Regions from separate parts of the Rattus norvegicus genome. Here region 2 is linked to region 1. The links are chromatin contacts, called in public Hi-C maps. All regions are on one chromosome and are shown on one strand. Each heading gives the region's core, a stretch centred on a gene start, on an enhancer-like site or on the middle of the called end of the contact. The rest is flanking DNA. Distances are from core to core; before and after follow the strand shown. Region 1 overlaps Thrb (thyroid hormone receptor beta). Region 2 holds the start of Thrb (thyroid hormone receptor beta).

Evidence for each region. A called contact is a pair of places that touch in the nucleus more often than the background predicts.
Region 2: a Hi-C map of mammary epithelial cells shows a contact between it and region 1, with 2.2 times the contacts expected there. The contact joins the promoter of Thrb here to the enhancer-like site in region 1. A contact is called at or near these places in 2 of 12 Hi-C or Micro-C datasets (frontal cortex and mammary epithelial cells).

The regions. Positions count from the first base shown.
Region 1 is chr15:10,254,108-10,259,202 of GRCr8, forward strand. All of the region lies in intron 3 of Thrb (thyroid hormone receptor beta), which reads right to left. Among named protein-coding and RNA genes, the nearest start is that of Gapdhl7, 200 kb to the left of the region's middle. Within about 2 kb of position 3,209, at least 27 of the 93 cell types and tissues checked have an H3K27ac peak or open chromatin away from gene starts, as enhancers often do.
Region 2 is chr15:10,458,780-10,464,388 of GRCr8, forward strand. It overlaps Thrb (thyroid hormone receptor beta), which reads right to left and starts at 2,667. Exons shown (of 12, transcript NM_012672.3): 1 at 2,597-2,667. It overlaps LOC120096914 (a long non-coding RNA gene), which reads left to right and starts at 3,737. Exons shown (of 2, transcript XR_005493837.2): 1 at 3,737-3,871; 2 at 4,142-4,775.

The DNA of each region.
Region 1 (5,095 bases), core at 1,959-4,458:
ACCATCTCCCAGTCCTAATTTAAAGCTCTTAATTGGCTTTAGTTTTGATCCCGTAACTGGGCAATGTTGTTCTGTAGAATAGAGTGAACATTCCCAGGAGATGGCAGAAGAGGTGGCTTTCACAGACAGAAGGGAGTGAAGTAAACAGAAACCACCAACGTGGGGCGACATGTAGAGAGACCTTCTCTCCTCAGATGGAGGATGGGTAGTGTAACTGAGATACGAGACCGCTTTGCCAACACTAGTTTTCGTTCCTGTGGGGGGCAAAGCAGACATGGTACCACAAATACACCAGCTGAAACTGGCCTGCTGTAATTAACAATTTCTGGGAAGATCAAGTAAGTTGCTTGGCTTCAGCCTGGTGATGTGTCTCCGTTGTGACGGACAGCCTGCAGTGCGTCATGCTCCCAGTTGGTGCAGACAGGACCACACTGAGGATGGATGGGCATCTGGGGCAATGAGAGTCTCAAGCCTGGCCTGAGGGAATGATGAGTGGCTGTACCAGGAACAACAGGCGGGCTGCCTCCATAAATGCTGGGGGCCGTGCAGCTGCAAAGTATCTCCTGCAGGGGGACCTAAAGAGGACTGCTTGAGAGTGCAAGGACTACTGGTGCAAATAATGCCAATCAATCGAGAGCTGCTGTTTAGAAGAGATACTTTCTTGGGACCAACGGGGCGTGGGTGGAGGGTATTAAAGGAGCGTACAACAGTGCTTAGATGAGCTTCCTGCAGCCTTTCTCACCCCTAAGAGCAGGTACGGTTGGGGGTTGGGCGAAGAGCTATCCATGGCATAGGCAACAAGTGGGTGAGGTTATCTCGCAAGTGTTCCCATCTTCCTTTCCACAGAGTTCCACAGGATTCTGTCTAAGAAGTGCCTGGGAGATCACAGGCTGAAGTGACTCTTGTTCTGTCCATTGAGTCTGTGTCAACTGACTTTTACTCTCTGCGTCGGATGGCACTTACATAGACCTCTGGTAATAACCCATATGGAAATAATGTCTTTGGTGGACTAATTTATAGCATGTTCAAAACAAACAGCAACAAACTGGGGAGCGGAAGCAAAGAGGATTAACTGGAGAAACAAATTCTTGGCCAACTTTTATTAACTTCCCAGTAGATCGGTTTTTCTTCTTCCTCGGTCACGTGCATGCACAGTGTTACGCAATGTTTAAAAAAAAAACGGTGCCAGAAAACCAGGAAGTTAGCCGGGCGTAGGGTGCGTGCCTGTAATCCCAGCGCTTAACATGTGGAGGCAGGAGGATTGTTGTGAGTTCAAGGACAGCTTGGGCTGGTATTAGACTATTAGTTACCAATAATATATCCGAGATCATCACAAAACAAAACAGACACCTCGGCCACCCGGAGGGAGGCAGATATTATATCCGTGCCTACATTACAGCCTCCAGAACAATCGGTTTCGATGACTCACGTTGACTCACGGGCTTTCTCTCATTTACATCATGCTTTCTGACTTCTACGATTCTGAAAGTTTGTGGACTCACGCAGAAGCTTGATCTTTAGAGTGGCAGCGCTGATGTGATGGCCTTTTAAAACATGGGCTCACTCGGCTCACTGCTCTTGGAAGGATTAGTGTAGTTTCTACAGGAGCCCTGCCTTTCAACAGAATGGTTACAGCAGGGAGAATGGCCAGGGGACTGCTGTTTGACTTACTCTCCCTAGACAAAATCTCCTTCCCTAAGAGTGTGCCCATGTGCCCCCTGTTCCAGCTACTTCTCCAGCTAATTCCAAGAACTCTTTGAGGTAAGCCTAATCTTAGATTTGAACCCCCAAACTGGAGCTAAAACCTCTTTTCCTTATAAAGGTTCACAGTTTTTTTGGGTTCTTTTTGTTGTTGTTTTATTGTAATAACACAGAACTATACATGAACAAACACAATGAAACAGTGTAATATCCTAGAGTATCTACTTAAGAAGAATGTGAAGAAAAGATCACCAGATTTTATTCATTGCAACAAAAAAAAAAAAATCCCCAGTTTCCCAGAGAGTAGCTGTCTGCTAATTTCTTTTTCTAAGAGAAAACTGTACTCGCAGCAAAGGTTTCAACTAAAAGATCTGAGACTATCTGCTTTTCCGTTTATCTTTTTTTCTGTTGGGGATGGAACTTATCCTATTTAATGACATTGACAATTCGAAGGGACAACATATCATCTCTGCTGAGTATGTGTGAGAGAATTCAGATGCCAATCTACTTTCTTTAGTCACCCAGCTCGGCTGACTGAAGAGCAAATGAATTGGAAGAGCGGTAGTCTGAGCTGATTTCTTTGGTCATGGGATGACTGTACTCACTTGATCTTATATTCCCACCCCAGTGAAAGGAATTAAGTGTGCCCACCTTGATGATGATAATGATTCACTCACATCTCCAGAGCCAGAGACCACCCCCCAGAATTCACTGATTTGACACTTCATCGAGCAGTATCAAACATCCCATGGGCTCACTTGGCGTTTACCGCACACCATGCCTTGAGTTTATTTGAAGCACACCTGTATCACGGCTATTGAATTATCACGACTTAGATTTCGGTTTTAAAACTGTGTCTTAAAGGGTCCAGTTGATATTTTGAAGTTTGTGACTTCACAAGATAAATAATAGTTGTGGTTGTCTGGGTGAGAACTGTCTCAAGGTCACGGGTTTGAAAATTTGGTCCCCAGGTTGGTGACAGGGTTTGGCAGGGTTACAGAACCTCTAGGACACGGAGCTGGAGGAAGTGAGCCACTGGGGGTGAGAGTTTATAGCCTAGTTGTGCTTGCTGGCCTCCTCTGTGCTGGTGACATGTGACCAGCCAGCTTCCTGCCTTCTGAGCCATCCTTGACTCATATCCCTCTAGAGCTTTAAGCTAGAACAACCTGTCTCTGTTGGACCTTGCTTTGGCCATAGTATTTTTCACGACAACAGAAAAGTGCTTAATCTAACAGAGCAACTGCGTGCAAGACTCTTTACCTTTTGGGGACCCAAGGTTGGCTGGTTCCCTTCCTCCGTCCCTCCCTCCCTCTCCTTACCCTCACTCCTCCCCAATTTCGTCCAGTGAAGCTACTGGATTACATCTATATTGAGACAGATTTTCTTTGGGACAGAGAGGCACAGCGGCAGCTGCACAGAGGAAAGCTTCGTGCAGTAATAGCTAACCCTCCCGTGAGAGACACATGCTCATTTCTTCTTCAAGCCATTTGTTTTCATCATAAAAAGGGCCAAAGCACCACCCTGATTGCAACGGCTTACTCTCTGCTACTGTGTGCAGTTTGAAATTCGACCAGAGGGGCTCATCTTTTCGATACTGCCAACAAGTGCTGTCTCTAACTCCAGCAGGCCAGGCATGGGACTCCTGTGAGGTCTGAGAAAGTCTTGACAGCTAACGCTCCCTCATCTGAATTCAGTAGCAGCCGCCTATTTGGATCTCCGCACTATGTCTTGATGGCTTTCACATAACGAAAGATTTGGAGCCTAACGGCATGCTCTCATCCCTTACCACAGAATCTTCCTGCTTCGTCTTGCGTTCCCCACCCCCACCCCCTGCCAACTTCTTGCCCTGCGGTTGATACTTCCTCTTCCAAGCGCTGCTGTGGGCTCTGTAGTTTGGGTTTCAATATGAATGTAAATATTGGTTTGAAAAGGACGACTGAAAGTTATACGTGTTTGTATTCTGTCTAAGCTCCGCCCCCACAGCTATCTGGCAACAGTCAGGTAAGCTCCGCCCCACCGTTGCCTGGCAACAGCCAGCTGTGCCTGATACACCATAAGGGGCTGCTTGCCCCCTCCTCATTCTCTTACTCTTACTCCTTCCTTCTCCGCCCTCGTGCTCTCTTTGTCCCCGTCCCTTTTCTCCCCATCCCCTCCCTCATGGCCGGCCTTTACTTATCCTCCCTTCTACTCTTCTTCTCTCACTAAACCTTTCCACGTGGAACCGTGTTGGCTTGGTGTGTTCTGTCCGGGAATCGAGCCAAGATTTAAACCGTAACAATATGTAACAGCCTACAGCTTGAAAAGAACTGAAGTGTCATATTTTCTTCATGCTAAATAATTTTACAGCTTTGGACGACTAAAAGTTAGAACTTGAAATTTAAAAAGTGTTCTGATACCTTGTCCCAAGCGTTAATGGTTATTATAAATTTCGGGAATTTTGATCCTGGCCAAGCCATCTGATCTCACCTTCTCAAATGAAGAAGGTGAGACCATTACCTCTGATGTCTCTGCTGGCTCCTTTTTTAAAGGAATTTTTTTGTGATGTAGGGGAGCCAAAGGGGAGGAGCCATAGTTAAGTGATGGCTCTGAGAGCCACAGTTCACTATTACCCTGCACTTTTGGCCACTTTTGACTACACATCTAGTTTGTGTTTGGTTTATCTAGTGTGAGGAAATGTGTGTTTTCTTCTGCTTTTTTGACAGTGAGGGGAGGCTTATTTTGGTTTCTTGTCTGTCACTTCACTGAACTTTACAAACTGGTAGGAGCAGCTGTCCGCCCTTGTTTCAAAGATGAAGCCTTAGGGACTTTAAAGACAGGACATGGAAAGGCTTTATCATCTATGATTCTGACTCAGGAGTCTAGTCCAGTCTGCTAGACCCACAAGTGTGGTAAATACCCTCTCCAGGTGACTGGGGCATTTGAGCCTCATCTGCACCCGAGTTGTCTCTCCTCCCACCCCCAGTGTTTAAATGCCCTGATACTGAAAAGGAAGGAACATGTAGGTCCTCTACAGTGTAAGAAGAGGGGCGGGGAGCAGGAGTCCTCAGAGTTGTTTCTTTGTTCCCTTTCTTAGGCTTCTGCAGACAGACTTCAAAGGGAAGCTATCGGGCTACTGTGCCTGATCCCGGAGGCCAAGTTCAAATGCTCCTCTGTGTGACTCACTCAGTGGCACTGTATAGCACGGTTTCTAATCCTTTCCTACTGGGCTGCCACTTAGTGTGTAACCGACACGCAAAGAACATTTGCACAACTCATCTGAGGCTTTCACCTTCAAGGCCCCTACTCATTCAACTTGTAAACTCACTGTTGACCATGCAGTCATGATGTGGTGACAGTCTGAGCTTAGACATCAGTATCGATGGGCTCGAATCCAGGCTCCATCCTTTCTCTACGT
Region 2 (5,609 bases), core at 1,417-3,916, 200 kb after region 1:
GCAAAGATGCCAGATCCCATGAGAGAGAGAGAGAGAGTCTGTGTGAGAGAATGTGTGTCTGTGTGTGTGACAGTGTGTGTGTGTGTGTGTGTGTAAGAGTGTGTGTGTGTGTAAGAGTGTGTGTGTGGGAGAGAGAGTGTGTGTATGTGTATGAGAGAGAGAGTGTGTGTGCCTGAGAGTTTGTGTGTGTGTGTGTATGAGGGAGGGAGGGAGGGAGGGAGGGAGGGAGGGAGGGAGGGAGAGAGAGAGAGAGAGAGAGAGAGAGAGAGAGAGTTTTCACACCTCACTAGATTTTAGGCATGTCCAAAATGGTAATGGTTGAAGTACTTAGTCAGGCATTGGGGTCAGGACAATGTTTTTTCCTAATGTGTTAAAATTTACCCAGTGCCTATGGGGTACTAAGTATTCTCCTAGATGCTGGGAGAACAAGAGTGCATGGAGCCATCAACACTGCTGTCCTCCTGGACTCCACGCTGTCAGCTGTCATCCAGAACACTCAGAATTCAGCGTTAAAGAGGAAACTCACGAGTATCAGAACAAAAGAACAGTTCTGACCATAGCCAGTATTGAGGGGGGGGGGGGGAACAGAACAAGAAGCAGAGAATCTTTGAGAGAGAAAGCAGAAGGAAAGACTGCCTACTGCCTAAGAAGGTGGCATGGATCCTCCACTCTAAGAGCAAGAGACTAAAGCAGCCAGTCACCTCTACTGGTCTCCATGGAAAAGATGAGCCTAGGACAGAAGGAGTTCTGAGGCTCACTGGTGACTCCAAACATCCATCCCTGGGTGGATCCAGCATCTACAAACAGGTAGGCAAGGAGAGGGCCTCAGCTTTCCCCTCCTAGGAAGAGTTTAACAAGTCATCCTTCTCCAGAGGTGCTGGGTCACAGGGAAGGGGCAGCTCATCTCTTGTTACAGCAGAGTTTACCACAAAGAGGCTGGGATGGGAGAGGTGGAATATGTATCCCCCTTCTAGTGCCAGTTACTCGATGTCAATGAGATTAAGCTTTTGCATTGTAATGCCAACAAGAATAGTTTCATTAAAAAATAGCAATTCTGAAGCAGTTCCTTTACTATAAAGTAAAGCAGATTTCCCTTTTCCAGTATATAATAAACAATAATAAACTATTGAAATTCATTTAAAAATAGGATCCTAATAGTATCCATTTAACACGGGAAAGCAATAGATTGTTCTTCTCCAATCTCTTCACATAAACTGGCTCAAGCAAAAGCACTTTTTACTTAATTTCTCCCTGGATCAATCGAAGCACAGCCAATACGCATGAAAACACTCTAAACTCTGCCCCTGTTCAAATTACTTCCCACTCAAACACCTTTTCATTAATGGTTCCCAGCACATGATTTCTTTCAGAACGGGAAATAAGAGGCTGAAGTGAATTAGCGAGATCAGTCATCCAGAATATTCAGAATGAATCATGGAACGCTTCTTTACCAAAAAGAATTTTTTATCCTTTCGCAGCACAGTGAGGCAATATTTCATTATAACATCAACAAACACGCTAAACCAGAGGCAAATCATATAAAGATACTGCCCAACGGGTCTACAGTACTTAGTACGTTCATTAACAAAATTCTGTTCTCCTATTCATGCACTGAACAAAAGATGTTTGGTTTGATCAGTTTCAAACAGGTCTTTAAAACCGATCACTAGTATCTAGGATCAACCACACTGGAAGAGGAGGAAATTATGCAATGTTATTTTCTGATTCAACACAGCCCTTGAGTTCTCCACGTGCACGGGAAGGGCAGAATGGGATATTGAACTTGGCCGCCCAGCTACTCTTTTTCTTATTTGACTCACTTTAGGAATGCATAATAGGCCCTTTAAAAACTTCCCACTTGGGGAAAATTTAATAATAATAATAATAATAATAATAATAATAATAATAATAATAATAATCCATATATGCACACCCCGCCCCCTCCCTCTTAAAAACAAACCAGACGGTTTTAAGAATTAGCTCCAATAATGTGGTCACGGGAAATATTCCTCCCAAATGACAACTGACCCTAGCAATAGAAACCCTCCAAAGACGTCTTCCCCGGTCTTGGGGAACACAGCTGACACCACCCGGATCATCACCAACACGCACGACCCCGAAAGATGCTGCGTCAAGAGAAGCAAAGGAAAAGAGCAACTCTGGAGGGAGCGAGCCCGCAGAGCCGGTGAGAGGCAGACAGGCACTGACCAGCGCTAACACTCAGGAGCTTTCTCCTTTCCAAAGCCTGGAGTTCCCCGGCAGGAACCAAAAAGAGGGGGGGCAGGAGACCCACAGTCCCTTTAAATCGCCCACCCCCGCGCCTGTCAGCCTCTTCTGAACCCCCATGCCCTACAACTTCCTCCTCATGGAAACTTCCACTGGGTTCGGTGCCCAGGATGCCAAACTCCATTTCACAAGGAGCTTGTCCCCAGCTGGGTTCGGGCTTCAGCTCCCTCAGCACAGGGTGCCCGAGCCCGAGAGGAGCCGGGCGCAGAGGCCCGTGGCAGGGACAGCGCGAGTCTCTGGCCACCCGGGCCGGCCCGCAGGACCTGTACCCCCCACCCCACCCCTCTACGCCCCCTCCACGTCAAGTTACCGGAGCGCTGGAGCCTGGCGGTGGCGCCCCGAGGCGGCGCGCGGGCGAGCTGCGGCCGAGCAGCCGGTGGCCTCCGCTCTGGTGCTCGCATTAGCCAAGCAAAGTTAATCCCGCCGCGTCACGCCGGCCGCCCGCCCGCCCGAGGCTGCGCGGTGCTCGGCCGAGCCGCAGTCTCCTCCCCGCTCCGCCCCCTCCGCCACGGGGTCCCGTGCGGCGCCCGCTCCCCAGCGAGCTCTACTCCCTTGACCCGTCCACTCTCCTCCAGCGCCCGCGCCGAGGGGAGCGGCGCAGGTCCCAGGACACTGGCGACCTCTCTGCTGAGACCTGCGCGGGCCGCGAGGTGCACGGCCCGAGTCCCGCCTCCCGGGGACCCCGCGCGCAGCCTTACTCGGGACTGGGATGCCAGCTCCCGGGCGGCAGGCGAACCGCCGACCGTTCTTCCCTTCTGGTCCTCCAGCCCGACCGATTCGCGCAGCAGCTGTGGCAAGCTCAGGCCACCCTGGCTCCTGCAGAGTCGCAGCGACGAAATGGCCTCGGGTTGTGCACCCCGTCTGGGCCCGAGCAATCCGCCACTTGGGTGCCCTGCGCACCTGCCGCCTAGGTGCGGGTGTCCTCCGCTACGACCCCGTGGTAACGGCGCCTTGTGCGCCACCCTCCCTGGGGTCACGTAGCTGCGGGTCTGGTGGCCGCGCGTCCACCCACCCAACTGCAAGCGCGCGAAGGTTCGAGTTGAGCCATCATTCCTGTAGTTGAAGAGGGTTGGGGTGTGACTGGGGGCAGGGAGTATGAATGACAGGAGACAGAGGGGATCTCCAGGAGCACAACCCTCAGAGACGCCCGACAAGCGCGGCAGGTGTCACCGCGCTCCTCCTTCCGCCCCCAAAGCACTTGTGGTGTGCGTGGGACCACGGGGCGCTCAGATCCTCCCGTGGCTCTGGCCACTCTGCGCCCCACACCAAATGGACAAAGCCTTGCTTGCCCTAAATGAGAAGCGCCCCCCCCCCACCTCCTGCACACCTCACTGAGTTGTGCCCGGTTGGTTCCACAAGTAGGATTTAAAGAGACACCTCGTTATTTCGCCACTGTCCTAGAAATAGAAATATAAAACCGGAAGACAAAAATAATCTCCACCCTGGAAGGGTTCTGTTTTTGCAAGCATAGCGCGCTGAAATGCTGAAAAGTCCGTACCTCAAGTCCTGAAGGTTGGGAACTAACCCAACGGGTGACAGTGTGCTGCTCCAGGTACCCAGGTCGTCTCCCAGCAGCGCCTCGGAGGTAGGTTTTATTGGAAAATGCAGAGTGCTGAGAGAACACGCAGCCAGTGGGAAGTTACACTTGCGACAAAACTACTTTGACTGAGGGCCGAATACAATTATGTTCTTATGAACAGTGTTAAAAAAAAACCTTGAAATTCTTTCTTCAATACACTCATGTAACACGGTGTAGTATACCGAGCCTGGCTATCTCAACGGAGGGAATGATGTCTAGATTATTTTAAAGTGTTTTCTAGATTTCCCACGGGTGATAAGTTTTTTTTCCCCCCAGCGTTACTTGGGCACAGTCCACAGAAAAAGAGAAGGGAGAAAGGCCGACACACCTCTGGCCACAGCACTAACAACTGTGGCGAATCCGGAGCTTTCCGCAGGGCAGAGGAGAGAGAGCTGCGGCAGACAGCAGCTTTGGGGCTAGGACTTTGCCTTTTCCAGCGGCCGGCACAGACTCGGTTGCCCCTTGGATTCTTCGCAAGAAATCTGTGTTTTAATCCTCGCCCCGAATGAAGTCTCACCAAGAGCTTGCCGGCTCTAGAACGAGGGTTGTTTTGCAGGCAAGTTCCTGGGCTTCGCTCCAAAGCTGCCTCGGGATGTTTTGGTTGGTTTAGAGGAAAGCTGCGGCCTCTCCTACCCAGTTCTTAACCAGACAGCCCCCTGGCGGCAGCGAGGAAAAGCCTGGCTGGGCCCAGGTTTCATGTGGGGGGGGAGGGGGCAAGCCTTGCGATCAGCTCTGTAATAAGGGTAGCACCGGGGAATTCAAGAGGCCCTGAGAAGCCTGGAGTCCCAGGACGTCTTACTTCTTTTCCTACACATGTCTCTGAGCCATGTTTTTGCTTAAATTCTCTCTCAAGAAAGACACACACTAAAAGTGAAATCTAACAGCCGCAAAAGGTTACTTTTTTTTGTTTAGATGGTTTTGTCTGATTTCATTTTGCCTGGAAAGTTCTGAAATAAGAATCAAAGTATTTAAAGTCTCGCGACACGACAGTGTTACAGGACTGGCTGTAACCGTGTTATGTAATCAGAGCGCTCCAACAAGGAAATCTGGTAGGATTCCATTGGAACGGGTATTGAGAGCTGAACCAGGCAGGTGGTGGTAAGGGGTTGCCCTAAGAGTCTGTTACACAATGCGGTGTCATGGGAATTCTCAGAGCCATGGGAACTCTCAGGAAGGCAAAGAGATATTCTAACCTGGGAGCACAGGGTCCCCAGGTCCGGTCTATGCTGACTTGTGATGCACAGGTGCTATTTCCAGAACCTAGGATTACAGTTCACCTGCACCAGCCTCCTGACCAATCTATGGATTTCAAGCTGATTATTCCAGTCAAGGAAGCAAGCCATCTGTTTCTTTCGGGCAGAACTACTGGGCGAGAAAGAGGCTGAAACACACAGCCCAAAAGGAGTGGGCTTGGGTCACAGTGCACCCAGCCATGCATCTTCATTTAATATGGCAAAATGTGGTGTGTTGTGAACAGTTATGCACTCTTCTTGAATTTTAGAACATTCTCTCTTAACTCCCGCCTTTGTGAACACTGCTTACATTTTTAGATCGATGTGAATGTCTTACTCACCTAACTAAGGGTTTTTTTTTTCCTGCCTACTGTGCCTATGAATCAGAATCCAGTTGGAGAAATAAAGCTCAAATTAGAACTGAACAGATAGAAAAGATGGTGGTTATGACGAGGAATGACATGGAGAATTGGGCGTGGGGTAGGGCCAGCCCCAAAGAACTCAGAGGAAGT